Regions from separate parts of the Sus scrofa genome. Here region 1 is linked to region 2. A link is a contact called in public HiChIP or PLAC-seq data. All regions are on one chromosome and are shown on one strand. The core of a region is the stretch at or near the end of the contact, and the rest is flanking DNA. Distances in the headings are between cores, read along the strand shown. Region 1 has its middle 42 kb from the start of PSMG1. Region 2 has its middle 150 kb from the start of PSMG1.

Region 1 (7,839 bases), core at 503-3,002, 110 kb before region 2:
CAATCTCGTAGTTAAAAATAATTAAGTTACTCAAATTACCCAATTAGGCCAAAGGAATGTTGAACGAGATACTACCCTCAGGGGAGAAAAGGATACGCAGAAATGGATTTTCATCTCCTTGAACGGCTTGGATGTGAGTGCCCTCACAAGTTCAAAGACGAAACGACCATTAGGAGAAGGAGCAAAGCGTTAGCTGGAGAACAGAGCGGCTCCCGTGGCCGACAAAGGAAGTATTAAAAGCTGCACATAAGCCCCGGGAAAACATGTACTCTTATTCCCTGACTCATTGTCCTTTTTAATACAGGCTGGATATATTTACATTACAACACTGTTCTGCTGAATTCGACTTAGAATTTTTTTTATTCTAAAACTTGAGCTAGAACGTCCATTTCTCGTTCATTATTTTTCAATATTTTCACGGCTGCACCCGAGGCATATAGAAAGTCTTTGGCCAGGGATTGGCTCCAAGCCACAGCTGCATCAATGCCGGATCCTTTTAACCCACTGCCCCGGGCCGGGGAGTAGAACCTGCGCCTTTGCCATGACCCAGGCCCCTGCAGTTGCCTTCTTAAGCCTCTGCACCTCAGTGGGAACTCCTAGAACGTCCATTTCTTTAAAGGCAGGCTCCACACTTGGGCATTTAAGGCAGTATTTTTCAACCTCATCTATTGACGTTTTGGCCCATGAGCCTTCTGGGTGGGGGTGGGGGGTAGGGGATGACGGCGCCTTGGCCAGCGTTCCTGGCCCGGGCTTCTAGATGCCAGCAGGCACCTCCTCCCCAGTGTGCCTGGGGACAACGGAGAATGTCTCCAGACATTGCCCAGTGTCCCTGGGGGCCAAGCCATCCCTGGTGGAGACCTGCTACTAGAGAGAGGTTGGAGAGAGGGCAGATGGAGGGGCCGGCCACACCCGTGACACCACTGCACCTGGACTTTCCCGCACGGGGAGACGGCCCGGTGAGGGGGCTGAGGTCCTCTGGGCCCTTATTTCATCCACCTGGGTGGGGGGCAGCGGGTCCGTGTACCCACGTTTGTGTTGGGTGTACACTGGGGGTCGGACTGAGGTGCCGAGTGTTGCCTGTGCTCAGCTGCCATAGATGAGCGCCCGTTTCTCCCAGTCGTGAACCAGTTTGTGCCCACTGCAGGGGTCCACAGCCTCACCAATGCTTGGTATTCCTCACATGGGCATTTGGGCAGCTGTGTGGGATTTTAGGTTGCACTTTCTCTTTCTTTCTTCTTTTCTTTGTCTTTTTTTTTAGGGCTGCACCCACGGTATATGGAAGTACCCAGGCTAGTGGGGGAATCAGAGCTGCAGCTGCCAGCCTACACCACAGCCACAGCAACGCAGGATCCAAGCCACGTCTGCAACCTCAAGGCAACGCTGGATCTTTAACTGACTGAGGGAGGCCAGCGATTGAACCTGCATCCTCGTGGAAACTAGTTGGGTTTGTAACCTGCTGAGCCACAATGGGAAGTCCTGGGTTACATTTTTTGATGACTAAGGACCTTTGGCATTTTTCCGAATGTTTTACTTAATTGGAAAAAAATTAAATACGCGCGCGCGCGCGCGTGTGTGTGTGTATGTGAGAAGAGGGAGTGGAATACATAGAAGGGTGGAACCACAAAACCCCAGGGCCGGCCCCAGCCCGAGTCCTCAGCAACGTGGCGCCTTTCTTGGGCTTCTCAGGCCCCCACCCTTCACGATGCCAGGAGCTGGGGTCGCCTTTCTGTCGCCAAGCTGGGAAACAGTGCAGCAGAAAGCCTCTAGATGGCGCTGAATCCCGGAGGTTTAGATGTCAAGGCCCTTTCTATAGGGTCCAAGGCAGCATCCCGACCCGACTTTGACCTGCTTTGCAAGCTGAGCCCTGCCTGGCACCTGGGTTCAGAGATGCTGTGGGAGGTGTGCACGCACACGTGTCTGTGTGTGTGTGTTTCCTGTGTGTGTGTAGGGTGTGTGCGTGGGGTGCGTGTGGTGTGTGTGTGTGTGTGTGTGTGCCGTGGGTGTTGGGGAGGGTGTGTATGCTGTGTTGTGTGTGCTGTGTGTGTGTGTGTGTGTGGGGGGTGCTGGGGTTGGGGGGAAGGGGAGGGCATCCCGTATTCCAGAAGGAGAGTGGGTTCTTGCTGGGTCAGGAAGTGGTGCCAGAATCTCTTAGGAGACAGTTCCCCCGAAGGACACAGGTACGCAAATGACTTCAAGTTCAAAACTCAAAAGGCACAAAGAGACTCAGAGTAAAGCAAGCGTCCCTTCCACTCTGTCCCCAGCCTCTGCTTGTCCCTCTTCTGCAGTGGAAATAAACACAGTGAAACAAAGGTATGTAACGTGTGTGTCTGTGCGCCCGCGGGGGTCTTGCCTGGAACCCCAGGAGCATCTCTTGCCGCCTGGGCGCCCGCTGGGTCTGCAGCCCTCACCCGGCGGATGGTTTCCTGCCGCCACGAGGGGTGGGGAGGCTCTAGCCGCTGAGGTTCCCCCCACACATAGGCACACACGTTGCTTTCCTTCGAGTTCCTTCCAAGGTTGGCTATTTACAGATGTGGGCGTGGTCCCTCCAAAAGGGCCTCCCCTTCCCTTTGAAAATGGAAATCGCGCTTCTTAGCATTGTTCCTTTTGCCTTGGCGGATGCTTTCTCAAATGGAAAAATACCATAAATATACTCAGGAAAAAAGTCATATCTTGCTCCCCAATTATTTGAGGGACAAAAGGTCAGATTTCTTAAATTGGAGTCTGCAGTTTCACCTTTTCCCGCCTCAGTCGTTTCCCAGGCGGGCAGGTGCTGGGACCTGCGCGGGCCACCCCGACCAGCCTGGGTCTAGACTCCCAGCTGCGGGTGCCCGGCTGCCTCCAGCTGGACGCGCTCTCCTGGAACACAGATCTGAGCGTGTGCATGTGCAGGTGTATGTGAGAGAGGTCTGGTTCCTTTTTGGGGGGTAATTTTGGGGAAAGCAATCATTACCAGTTAGGGTGGAAAATAAGCTCCCTTTCTTCTTGACGGTGAGACTGAGGGATGCTGGCTGAACCCTCCGTGTCTTTCTTAGATGTTCAGCGCCACTTTGGCTGTGCGTGTGGGCGAGTCTTCTAGTTCTCTGATGACTTTAATTTTGGCAGATGGGCTGGGGTGCACGGAGAAATGTCCACGTGTGCTCCATGTGCCAGAAACGAGTTGGCTCTGTTTCCTTAAATTGGAATACCTGAGCGTGTTCAAAGATGGTTCTTTGCATCCACAGTGAGACCTGTGCCAGGGCTGGGGTGGGGCTTGCACCCCAGACCTCCTCCAGCGGGACCAGTGGCCCCTGGTGGCCTCTTGGGGTGTGACTTTTGAGTATAGTACTGATGATATGGGATCTGAGGCTCTCCCCTGCCCTTCAAACCCAGTGCTGGCATCAAAGCAAGGGGTGAACCGCTTCTGGGGGAGGGTCTGCCGAGCTGGGAGAGGGGCTTGGGTCTGAGTGCCTCTGCTCCAGAGTGACTCTTCTTTAAAGATGCCCTCAGTGGCTTCTTTAAACCGGGGGATGGTGGGGAGTTGTGGCTCGGCAGGTTACCAACCCGACTAGGATCTATGAGGAGGAGGATTTGATCCCTGGCCTTTGCTCAGTGGGTTAAGGATCCGGTATTTCCGTGAGCTGTGGTGTAGGTCGCAGACACGGCTGGGATCTGGCGTTGCTGTGTCTGTGGTGTCTGCCGGCGGCTACAGCTCTGATTCCACGCCTAGCCTGGGAACTTCTATGTGCCGTGGGTGCAGCCCTAAAAATAAAAATAGAAAATAAAATACAATAAGATGCCCTTGGCATCATTGTGCACCCCCCCTCGCCCCCCGTCATGTTCCTTCCCTGCCCTGCTAGTGTGTGGCGGTGGGTGGCAGGACCCAGAGACATGGCCAGTGCCAGGAGCCACACAGCAACAGCTTCTCTCTCCTCCCAGATCAGCCCTGTCAGCCCTCCTCGAACCCGCACTGCCCGCCTGATGACCGCCAAGGAGGGCCAGGCCCTGCTGAGTCACGAGGCCGCTCCCCCGCTGGGCACTGAGTCATTCTTAACGAGCCCTCTGACGGGCAAACTGCTGCCATCATCCAGGATTCACCCAAGTCTGCAGGTATGGCGGTGCCAGCCCGGGGGTGGGGGTGGGAAGGCTCACGGGTTGAGGGAGAGGTGAGCCTGCGGAGGAATTCTCCAGTTGGAATGCTGACTCTGAGAGCCAGGCCCATGGGAAAGTGCTCCACGGGGAAGGACAGGCCAGAGAAGTTGCCGGCGAGTCAGGGCATTTCCGCATCAGTAAGAGTGCTGCCCGCGGGCCCTAGGCTTTGGGTCTCTTTAAAGGATGATCATTATAAACTTGGCCGACTTTATAAAACCCAAATAAGCAGCTGATAAGCAGTCCACTGTACTAACCAGGCTTTAATTTTAAAATCTCATCCAGCATTAGGTTTTTTAAACTTTTTTTTTTTGTTGTTGTTGTTGTTGTTGCTATTTCTTGGGCCGATCCCACAGCATATGGAGGTTCCCAGGCTAGGGGCTGAATCGGAGCTGTAGCCACCGGCCTACGCCAGAGCCACAGCAACTCGGGATCCGAGCCGCGTCTGCAACCTACACCACAGCTCACGGCAACGCCGGATCGTTAACCCACTGAGCAAGGGCAGGGACCGAACCGGCAACCTCATGGTTCCTAGTCGGATTCGTTAACCACTGCGCCATGACGGGAACTCCAGCATTAGGTTTTTTAAACATTTTTTTGTCTTTTTTTTTTTTTTTTTTTTTTTTTTTAGGGCCGCACTAGGGCCTATGGAGGTTCCCAGGCTAGGGGTCGATTCAGAGCTACATCTCAGCCACAGCAACACAGGATCCAAGCCGCATCTGCAAGCTACACCACAGCTCACAGCAACACCAGATCCTTAACCTGCTGATCAAGTGGGTCCATGAACCCATGTCTGCATGGATACTCGTCAGGTTCGTTAACCACGGAGCCCCAGTGGGAACCTCCCAGCATTAGTTTAGATCTTCTCCTTGAGCCGTACTGTATTAACTTCTTCTCAGTCCTTATCTTCTTATTACTCTCAGCCGGTTCAGCACTGTCTTTTCTTTTTTTGTTTAAAAAATTCTGAATTAAAGTATAGTTGATTTTCAATGTTGTGCCACTTCCCACTGTACAGCAAAGTGACCAAGTCATGCATACATGTACAGTCTTTTCTTCATATCCTTCCCCATCATGGTCTATCCCAAGAGAGAGGCCAGAGTTCCCTGTAGGAACTCTGTAGAGTAGGACTTCATTGCCCATCAATTCTAAATGGAATCGTTTGCATCTACTAATCCCCAAGTCCTGGTGCATCCCACACCTTCCTCCCTCCCCCTTAGCAACCACAAGTCTTGTTTTCCCTGCAACGGCAAGTCCTCTTTGGTGTCCCTTTTGTGTGTGTTAGGGGTGGAAAGAACCCATGGCTTGGAGCCAGGACACCTGGTCTGAGCTTCCTGAAGCTTCGGGGACAGTGGGGGACTCTCCTATCTTTCCAACTGATCCCACTGCTTCTTTCGGGGGGGAGAGGTGATAACCCTACCTTCTTCAGGGCTGTGGGGTCTAAAAATCAGTATGCCTGAGATGAAAAAACAAACCCAAAGGGTTGTGTGTTCTGCAAAGCTCACATCATGATTCCATCGTAGTAGTTTCCTCATCATTTCTGTTTCACTAGGTTCTCAAGATGTTCCCAGCTAGTCATGCTTATAAATAGGGCGGTAGCTTACATGTATTTATTTATTATTGATTAATAGACTTTTTAAGAGCAGTTTTAGGTTTACAGGAAAATGAGAAAAAAGCAGACACCCCCCCCCCCCGGCTTCCTCCTATTATCACACATTCAACTGCTGTATCTGTTATAATTGATGAGCCAATATTGATACATTATTATTAACCAAGGTCCCTTGTTTAAATTAGGGTTCCCTCTTTGTGCTGAACTTCCCAAGGAATGAGACAAATTATACATGATAGATTTCCACCATTTCAGTATCTTACAGAATAGTTTCACTGCCCTATACATCAATCAGCTGCTGTAGCATTTTCGCACAACCTCTCTGCAGTTTATTTGGTTATTCAGTCACTTCATTGGAGTGGATGTGCCCAAGGGCAAGGGAGTGGAGGTAGACCTGTGGTTTGCAAACTGAGTACAGGTGAGAACCCCCTGTGGACCTTCAGAAACATCTCGGGTCCCATCTGGGAGGAGCTGAATCAAAGTCCAGGGTGGGGGCTCTGCAAGCTCCCAGGTGACTCTGAGCACATCCAGACTGGAGACTCAGGTGGAGTGCGGGAACTCCGGTCCTGGCCCCTGGAACCCAAGAACGTGACCTGATTTGGAAAAAGCGTTTCAGATGAGAGTAGTTAAGATGAGGTCAGACCGGATCGGGGAGCCCTAAACCAGTGTGCCTGGTGTCCTTTTAAGAGGAGGAGGGACACACACAGGGGACTGGTGTGTGTCGATGGAAGCAGAGATGGGAGTGCTGTGTCTACCTGCCAAGGAACCCCTAGGGGTCACTGGCAAACAGCAGAGGCTGGGGAGGGGCCCAGAACACACTCTCCCTGGAGCCTTCATGGGATGGGGAGCCTGGCCTGGATGAAACCTTTGTTTTTCCTTTCTTTCTTTTTAGCGCTGCACCCGAGGCATATGGAAGTTTGCAGGCTAGGAGCTAGAGCTGCAGGCCTGTGCCACTGCCACAGCCACACCAGATCTGAGCTGCGTCTGCAACCTACGCCTCAGCTGGCGGCAATGCCAGATCCTTAACCTACTGAGTGAGGGCAGGGATCAAACCTGAGTCCACATGGATACCAGTGAGGTCCTCAACCCAGTGAGCCACAATAGAAACTCCCTAAAACCTTGATCTTGGATTCTAGAACTGTGAGAGAAGATATTTCAGGATTTTTTTTTTTTTTTTTTTTAGTGCTGCACTGGCAGCATATGGAAATTCTCAGGCTAGGGGTCGAATTGGAGCTGCAGCTGCTGGCCTACACCACAGCCACGGCAGCACTGGATCTGAACTGAATCTGCTGCAACCTATGCTACGGTTTGTGGCAATGCCGGCTCTTTAATCCATCTTCCATATGCCTCAGGTGCAGCCCTAAAAAGCAAGGCCAGGGATCAAACCTGCCTCCTCCCAGACACTATGTAGGGTCCTCAGTTGTTTTAATACCCAGTTTGCGGTCCTTCCTTAGCGAGCCCAGGTACACGAACACAGTAGGTAATCTACTTTTTTCTTTCAGGAGATTTGAAATTTCACCTTCTTCTCAATCCTTATCTTCTTATTACTCTCAGCAGGTAGATACCATCTAGGATAAAAGGCCTAATTGAGGTCACTGGGGTGAGTTTGAGGAAAACAGAAACTTCTAGTGGCTCATCAGCCCCATCTCTCTCCCCCAGTCCCTCTCACTTCCTCCCAAGCATTTCTCTTTCTGGAGAAGTCACCCTCCAGATAATTGCCCTGGGGAGGCCTGGGGGAGGCAGCCTTTGCTGGGACTCCTCAGGGCCAGGCTTCAGGGCTGCAGGGAGGTGCTGGGCTGGCAGGAGCCCCCCTCCCCAAGGCAGGGCTGATGGGATGGATGGTAGGCTTCTAGGAGCCAAGCATAGAGGTTGTTTCTTTCTTCGACCTCTATCATTTTTTTTTTTTTTTTTCCTTTTTAGGGCTGTGCCGGAGGCATATGGAGGTTCCCAGGCTAGGGGTCGAATGGGAGTTACAGCTGCTGGCCTGCACCACAGGCACAGCAACACTGGATCCTTAACCACTGAGCGGGACCAGGGATGGAACCCATGTCCTCATGGATACCAGTCGGGTTCTTAACCTACTGAACCACAACACGCATTTCCTGCAC
Region 2 (7,518 bases), core at 2,317-4,816:
AACTCCCCAGGTGTGTCTTATGAGATGGAATAAGAAACGTACCACGCTGCACCTCAGTTTTCCCATCTCTAAAGTGGGATAACACAGCCTCAGTTCAGGTGGCTGGTGTGGCCTTTAATTAACTTTTAGGGAAGGCCTTGCAATTGATGGGTAAAGGATTGCTACTTAAGATTTTGCGACCTTGTCTGTCATTATTATAATTTGCTCATTATGGACAATTAGCACATCACAGAACAACAGAGAAGAATTTATTTGGGAGTCGATCTGGTCTCAGTCTGGCTTGAGCGGGCGATGGATGTTGCTGAAGGCCCGTGATTTTCTTCCAGGCTGAAGAGACAAACATCAGCCAGGAGGCACAGGTCGTAAATGGGCCTCAGTAATGGTGACACTCCGGCACGCCTAGGGCGTAGGCACAGTGCCACTGGGCTTTCTTCTGTGCAAAGTGCCCGCCCGCCATTCCCCTTCGCTGTCTGGACTTTAAACCCCTGGAACACACAGGTAATTCACCAGCATTTTCATCGTAAGCCTTTCGAGGCCAAAAGTATGTTGGTTCATTTAGACTTTCTACAAATTTTCCTAATGGCCCACGAGCTATGACTTTGGACTCTTCAGAAACTATCAAAGGTGACAAACAAAGGTTGCCCGCGCCCCTGTGAAATGGCAGGAAGAGGAGCATTTAGTGACAGTGAATGGGCCACACGTTGTCACACTAGGTAGAGAGGTTTAAAGTCTGTCTCTGGAGGGGGAATGACCCTATTTTCTGACTCTCAAATCAGGACACGTGGTCTGACCCTGGTTTATTGCTCTGTGAGGACAGCTGTGCAAAAGCCAAGGAGACGGAATATTTGCGGTGGGCACCAACCTGCAAGGTCCAGGCCACGTAGTCACCTGGCTCTCAGGAGCATCGTCTGCAGTCCTCAGAAATTCTCACCACCCACCTGCTTTTCGGAATATTCAGGATCTTGCAGGTTGCCTGAGGTCAACCTCAGAAGTACCAGAGTCCCCCCCACGCCCCCACCCCGCTCCCCGGAGTGGAGCTGCCGATTTGACCTGCATTGTTCCTAGCGTTGCTTTCCCCAGTTGGCGGGGCTGGGGGGAGGGCGGTGTGGTGTGGGGAAGGGCTGTTTAAACCCTTTTTGCGTCAATGTCTGGATTGGGGTTGGGGGGGACAGGTTTAAACCTGAGATCACTGAGGGATTCAGACGGTTGGCTGATCCAGGTTTGGGCTGGTCCCATGGACCACAGAAGAAGAAGGATGCCTCCTGCAGGGATGATTTCTGCAGGCATCCAATGATGGCTCGGTCCAAGGCTGGGCCGACCCCTTAGATCTATTGTCAGACTTCGGAAAAGAAGTTGGGAGGGTTTCAAGTCCTTGAGAAAGTAAAGAAGGCCATCCGCAGAGGTCGTCCAAGACCCACACTGGAAATAACTCGAGGATGTTACGCTCATCCAGCTTAAAAACACTCTCCTCTCACAAAGGCGAGTCATCGGATGAAGTCCTGGGAGTTCACGCACCCACTTTGGAGACCAGGTAGGTGGGTGGAGGGCAGCCACATCTCCAATCGGGATAAATATGGGTCTGTTGTCTCCCTAGCACAAGGTAAACTCGTTCCAAGCAAACCACGTGCCTCTGCAGTTTTGGAGCTGAGCGATTCTCAGCCGGCCCTACTCAGATCTTGAAATACTGAGTTCATTTCTCAGGTCTGGGCTCTGTGATTACAAGCCAACGTGTGTTCATTTCACCAAAATACCTCCGACTGAGATGTTGAATGCCTCACAGCTCCCTGATCTCTCGAAACAGTGGGCTAAGAGAAAAGCTAAGTCTCCTAAAAGTTTTCTCTTCTCCTTTGCTGGACAAATGTCTCCAAAGTGGGTGCATGAACCCCAGGACTTCACCTGATGACTCGCCTTTGTGGGAGGAGAGTATTTTTAAGCTGGCCGAGTGTAACGTCCTCAAGGAATTTCCAGGGTGGGTCTTGGATGACCTCTGCGGAGAATTTTGCCTTCCAAGGGGAAGGTGATAGAAGACAGGCAGGGAAAAGCTGAGAAGCTTTTTCAAGAGCATCCTGAGGTCAGCTGGTGAGAAATCAAGAAGCCGCACAGGGGACGTGATAGGAACAGGTCCAGGGCGCGTGTTCCTTGCCCTTCACCTTGTTATTATCTTTGTTTGGATGTTGGTCCCCAAGTCACCCAGTAGTTAGAGAGGCATCATGCTGCCGCGTTAGCAATCTCGCTGCTTGCACTATACTTACCGAGCTCCTGTCCCCTGCAGCCCACAGCCCTCCGTGGGCAATTATTTGTCCCCATAACACTCCTGGGAGTGGAGTTTCCATTGGGTAAGCTCTCTCATGATAAGGCCGCTTCCCCTTAGGCACATGAAAGAAAAACAGTCAAACCCTCAACACAGGAGGACTTTTCAGCAAAATGCAGGTGGTGGATCACGGGTATTTTCCCTTCTGTATTTTTGATTTTTTAAAGTTCTATTTTATATTACTTTATTTTCTTTTGTTTTTTTTTGGCTGTGGCATGCAGCGGCTGGATGTGGGTTCTCAATTCCCAGCCCTGGGATTGAACCCAGGCCTCAGCAGAGAAAGTGCTGAGTCCTAACCACTGGACCACCAGGGAACTCTCTAGTCTGTGGATTTTTTTTTTTTTTTTCTTTTTAAGGCCCCACCATCAACATATGGAACTTCCTGGGCTAGGGGTCAAATCGGAGCTGCAGCTGTGGCTTACACTACAGCCACAGCAACATGGGAGCCAAGCCACATCTGTGACCTACACCACAGCTTGTGGCAATGCTGGGTCCTTAACCCACTGAGGGAGGCCAGGGATTGAACCTGCGTCCTCAGGGCCACTATGTCAGGTTCTTAACCCACTGAGCCACACCGGGAATTCGTATCCTGTTTGTTTGTTTTTGTAAATCAAGAATGGAGGTGAATTGCCTCCAGCTGCTGCATCAGTGCATCAATACGTGGAACCTCAGTTGTCTGACTCCCATTTGATGGCTCTTTTGCTAACGTCTGTAGGAAGATTTAGATCCAGGAACCTTTGTTATCTCGAAGGTTCGATAAAACACAATAGGCTCCTACCAGCGGGTAAAAAGTTCCTCTTAACAGGGTGTGCGTGTGTGTGTGTGTGTGTGTGTGTATGTGTGTTCACAAAAAAAGGGCCCTGGAGAGTCCAGATGAGAGAGTAAAGGTGGGTTTAGAAAACTGGTTAGTCTCCAAAAATGGGGTCCGGTCACCCTGAGAGGGACCAGGGGCCCTGCAGAAGGAAGCAGCTGACGATACATGTTGGAAGGAAACAGGACGTGGCTGGATTCTGAGTCTACGTCATTCACTGACGGACAGAGTCGGAGAATGAGCAGAACACCTCCAGATGCTGAGCGAGAAAGGAAAGGGTTCCGATCAGGCCACCCTAACTCAGAGAGGTGGACAGTTCCTTCCAGGAGAATGAGACACTCCATGACATTTGCCGGACTCTAGCGGCTCAGAATCCTGACGCAGTCTGAGCAAAACTGCTTACTAATGTTATGGGATGACTGAGGCTTAAGGGGATACGAAGCGAGCTTTCCAGGAAAGCAAAAACCACACTGGGCGTAACGCTCACTTCTCCTTTGTTGGCACAATGGTGACCGCTCACAAGATCTCTGTGGAGGCTGGTGGCATCCATCCATGGGCAACAGGAAGTGCACATCTCTGGACATGAGTAATTGCATTGGAAGTTTGGTTTCCACAGAAAGCTGGGCATGGTGACCCAGCTCCCCTGGCCCCTTGAAACTGGCTTCCTGGGCTGCCTGGTGACTATGTGTCAAGAGATGCAGGAATTGGAGCCCCAGTCCCTGCTGTGGAGACACAATGCAAACCAGCGCCCACTTGAAAGATCAGAGAAAAAGTTCTGATATTTCTCCTTTCATTAAAATAAAGGTTTTGTTTGTTTGTTTGTTTGTTTTTAGCTGTGTCTGCAGCATGTGGAAGTTCCCGGGCCAGAGATTAAATCTGAGCCACAGCTGTGACCCATGCTGAATCCTTTACCCACTGCGCCAGGCTGGGGATCAAACCTGCACCTCTGTAGTGACCCAAGCCACTACAGTTGGATTCTTAACCCACTGGACACAGCGGGAACTCCAAACATATTTTCAAAGTGTGAACCCATAGCTGCACTAGGGAAATACATGACAAAACTTCAAATCCAGCCCTCTAATATAATGGCTCTTTCATTTAAAAATATTTGCTTCTCTGAGTTTTAAAACACGCTCAGGAATGGAGCGCACACGCTTTGCCGCATGGGAAACTCTCCAAAGGAGTGACATCTTGTCTCTTTCTGCAACTCATGGCACAAAAGCCCCGCCCTTTCTTGTCCTCCGAGGTTATCTACTGTGTGACTCTGGGGTCGAGGCTGGGGTCGAAGGTCATCCTGGCTCCCAGGCTGGTAAACGAGGCCAGGGCAGGTGACGATGGAGCAGCTGTCACGATCTCAAAGCAACACCTGATCCTTTCGTTTGATAGGTTAACCTGCGCCACGAAGCTGCCCAGCTCGCCTCCCCACTGCCCATCCCGCTTCCCGCTACGGCTCTGGGTGATGCGGGGCTGGAGGACCCGCTACACCGTCGCCTGATGGCTGAGCCCTTTGAAGCAGCCTCCATCCCCACGCGCCTGCGCGGAGGGCCCTCGTCTTCCGCGGGCAGGTTCTAGGCCAAGGGGGATGGGGTAGAAGGGGAGGCGCCACTAGGAAGGATGGCGGTGTGTGTGCGAGTGAGCTTGGGTGATGGCGTGTACATGAGTGTGTGCGGTTGTAAGCGTGTGTGTGAGTCTGTGTGCGCACGCAATGTGGTTGCAGTAGCCCTGGCTCATCAACCCAGCTCTGAAGGCAGTTCCCAGGACAGGTGTTCCCAGAACGTTTTGAGGGGCCTCTCCAGGGGAGCCGCGCCGTGGGTACCCCTTCCTGCGGGTGAGCCAGTTCTGCGGGTGGATTTGTTCTAAGCCCTGTGGGGTCCATCTTATCAAGGGCATGGTTTGCGTCGCCTGGAACCGAGGCTGGGGGAGTGGGCAGGGACAGCTCCCTGGAGAGGTGGGTTTCCACGTGGACCACGGGGTGCGGCCCCGCCTCTACCCAAGGCCGGGAGGGGTTGCGGGGGAGGCCCAGGGAGTCTGTCTATAGAGCAGCTCCCAGGAAAGCCCCTGGAACCGATATGAGATCCCCTTACATTCTCCCCAGAGAGAATCCTCTGTTGGGGGACACAGGGGATCCCTCTTCCCTTCAGTGGCTGCCAGAGCCCGCTGGGTGAGCATCTGGCATCCTGATCAGAACATCTGCTCTGGAGGAGTTCCTGTTGTGGCTCAGTGGGTTAGGAACCTGACTAGCATCCATGAGGATGAGGGTTCCATCCCTGGCCTTGCTCAGTGGGTTAAGGATCTGGCGTTGCCATGAGCCGTGGTGTGGGTCGCAGATGCGGCTTGGATCCTTCATGGCTGTGGCTGTGGCTGTGGCTGGCAGCTGCAGCTCCAATTTGACCCCTAGCTAGCATGGGGAAAAAGCCAAAAAAAAAAAAAAAAAAAAAAAAAAAAAAAAGATGAAGAGGTAGACATTGAATAAGAGAATGCGGAGGTAGGTACATTCTCAAAAAACAAAAACAGGCAGTGCTGGGAAAATGGTTGGAGCTTGAAATCCCGTCCTGGAGCCCAGGGCTAGAGGTGAGAACCAATTGTGTGAGAACATTCCAGAATGAAAAAAAATGGAAACTCACTCTTTGCAGAACAGAAGATGTGTAGAGCCAGGGGTGGGGTATGGGGGGGGGGTGGGGGCAGCAGCTTCTGAGAACAAAACTGACAGGGTGACGGGGAAGGAAAAGCAAAGAGGTTTTCATTGGATCAGGTCAGCATCCGGGCCGGACAGAACCCGAAGCAGAGTGTTGAGCTCCTCAGAACAGCGTGAACAATCTATGATGACATCTTATGAACTATCTTCCTGTTAAAACATTCTTCTCCAAAGAAGATAGTTATTTATTTTCAGAGTTCCCGCCATGGCTCAGTGGTTAACAGATCCGACTAAGAATCATGAGGTTGCAGGTTCGATCCCTGACCTTGCTCAGTGGGTTAAGGATCCTGTGTTGCTATGGCTGTGGTGTAGGCTGGCAGCTGTAGCTCAGATTCAATAGTTATTTGGCTCATTAATAATCGGAATTCAAAAATTCTCTTGTTCACGGTAGGCCAGGTCTCTAGTTCTTCTGTTTTGGGGAACCATGAGAACTTTGGAGGTGCCCATGGACCCCTGACCTCAGAGGTTTCCCCTTCCCTGCCATCCAGGGCCTATTTATTGCCTTTCTAAGTGCAAAATGCATCTCGGTTCAGGAGAAGGACATCAGCTTAGAAGTCACAGACGTCAGGGTCTGACCTGCCTCTGCTCCAGGACCCTGGCTTTTGCCCCCCTACCCCGGGCCTTCAAGGTTGGACTTGGTGTTCTCTGAAGTCCCTTGCAGCATAGCTATCTATTCTGTCCTAGGAAGCATCCTGGAGCGTCAAGAGTTAGTGGGAGTGGGGATCAGGTGATGTGGGCTCCAGCTCTGACTCTCTCTCTCGATTTGCTGTGTGACTTTGAGCAAGTTGCTTAACCTCTCTGGACCCTCCTTTTTTCCTCTCATCTGTGAAATGTATTTAGTAATAGTTTGGGTTTCTTTTTTTAATCTCAGTTGGCTGGGAGGACTCAGGGCTCAGTGAATGATGAGAGCGCCATGAATTAGGGTTATTGAAGCAAAGGTTGGGAGCTGTGCGTTATGTGATTGGTCCAAAGGGACCTGTTCCAAGTGGAATAGTCAGCAGGTGAAAATACAGGCAGAAATGCCCGGATTCAATTAAATGTGACAAGAGCCTCTAGAATTCCAGGTTCTAGCATCGCAGTTTGAATATTCAGCAGGTTCACAGGCTTCAGCCAGGGGCAGAATCCCCTGGAAGGCTGGTTAAAACCCAGACTTCAGTTTCTGATCTAGAGACCTCACCTCTGGGGTGCGGCCCGTGAGTCTGCATTTCTGACCAGCTCCCAGGGGGTGCCGTTGCTGCTGGTTGGGAAAACACATCTTGAAAACCACTGGATTATGAATTCTGTCCTAACACTTATTTTTCGCCCCCTCCGAGTCTGAGTAATGCTTCGATCCCATTTAATGGAGGAAAAAACGGGAATTCTCTCATTCGGAAAACATTGGATTTGTCTTATTCTATGACTCTACCCTTTAACTGCGGATTTGTGAAAGTAGAATCTTTTTTACATTTATATTATCACTGAAGTGAAAATATAAAAATTGAAACATTGTTCTGGAAAAGAGGCAAAATCCATAGGATTTCCCACTGTGGCGCAGTGGGTTAAGAGTCCAACTGTAGTGGCTCAGATAGCTGCAGAGGCACGGGTTCGATCCCCAGCCTGGCACAGTGGGTATGGGCTGCCTCATTTTTTTTTTTTAATGGCCACCCTGTAGCATATGGAAGTTCCTGTGCCAGGGATTGAGTCCAAGCCACAGCTAGCCAG

Evidence for each region. HiChIP or PLAC-seq counts read pairs in DNA pulled down with a chosen protein or histone mark.
Region 1: a contact with region 2 is called in an H3K27ac HiChIP or PLAC-seq map of alveolar macrophages. The contact joins two enhancer-like sites. A contact is called at or near these places in 2 of 47 Hi-C or Micro-C datasets (heart right ventricle and liver) and 1 of 2 datasets of contacts at active chromatin or transcription factors (alveolar macrophages).

Annotation. Positions count from the first base shown.
Region 1 is chr13:202,729,289-202,737,127 of Sscrofa11.1, reverse strand. No RefSeq gene overlaps it. Among named protein-coding and RNA genes, the nearest start is that of PSMG1, 42 kb to the left of the region's middle. Within about 2 kb of position 1,752, at least 24 of the 83 cell types and tissues checked have an H3K27ac peak or open chromatin away from gene starts, as enhancers often do. A contact at or near this core is called in alveolar macrophages and liver, where this site is marked.
Region 2 is chr13:202,624,094-202,631,611 of Sscrofa11.1, reverse strand. No RefSeq gene overlaps it. Among named protein-coding and RNA genes, the nearest start is that of PSMG1, 150 kb to the left of the region's middle. Within about 2 kb of position 3,566, at least 14 of the 83 cell types and tissues checked have an H3K27ac peak or open chromatin away from gene starts, as enhancers often do. A contact at or near this core is called in alveolar macrophages and liver, where this site is marked.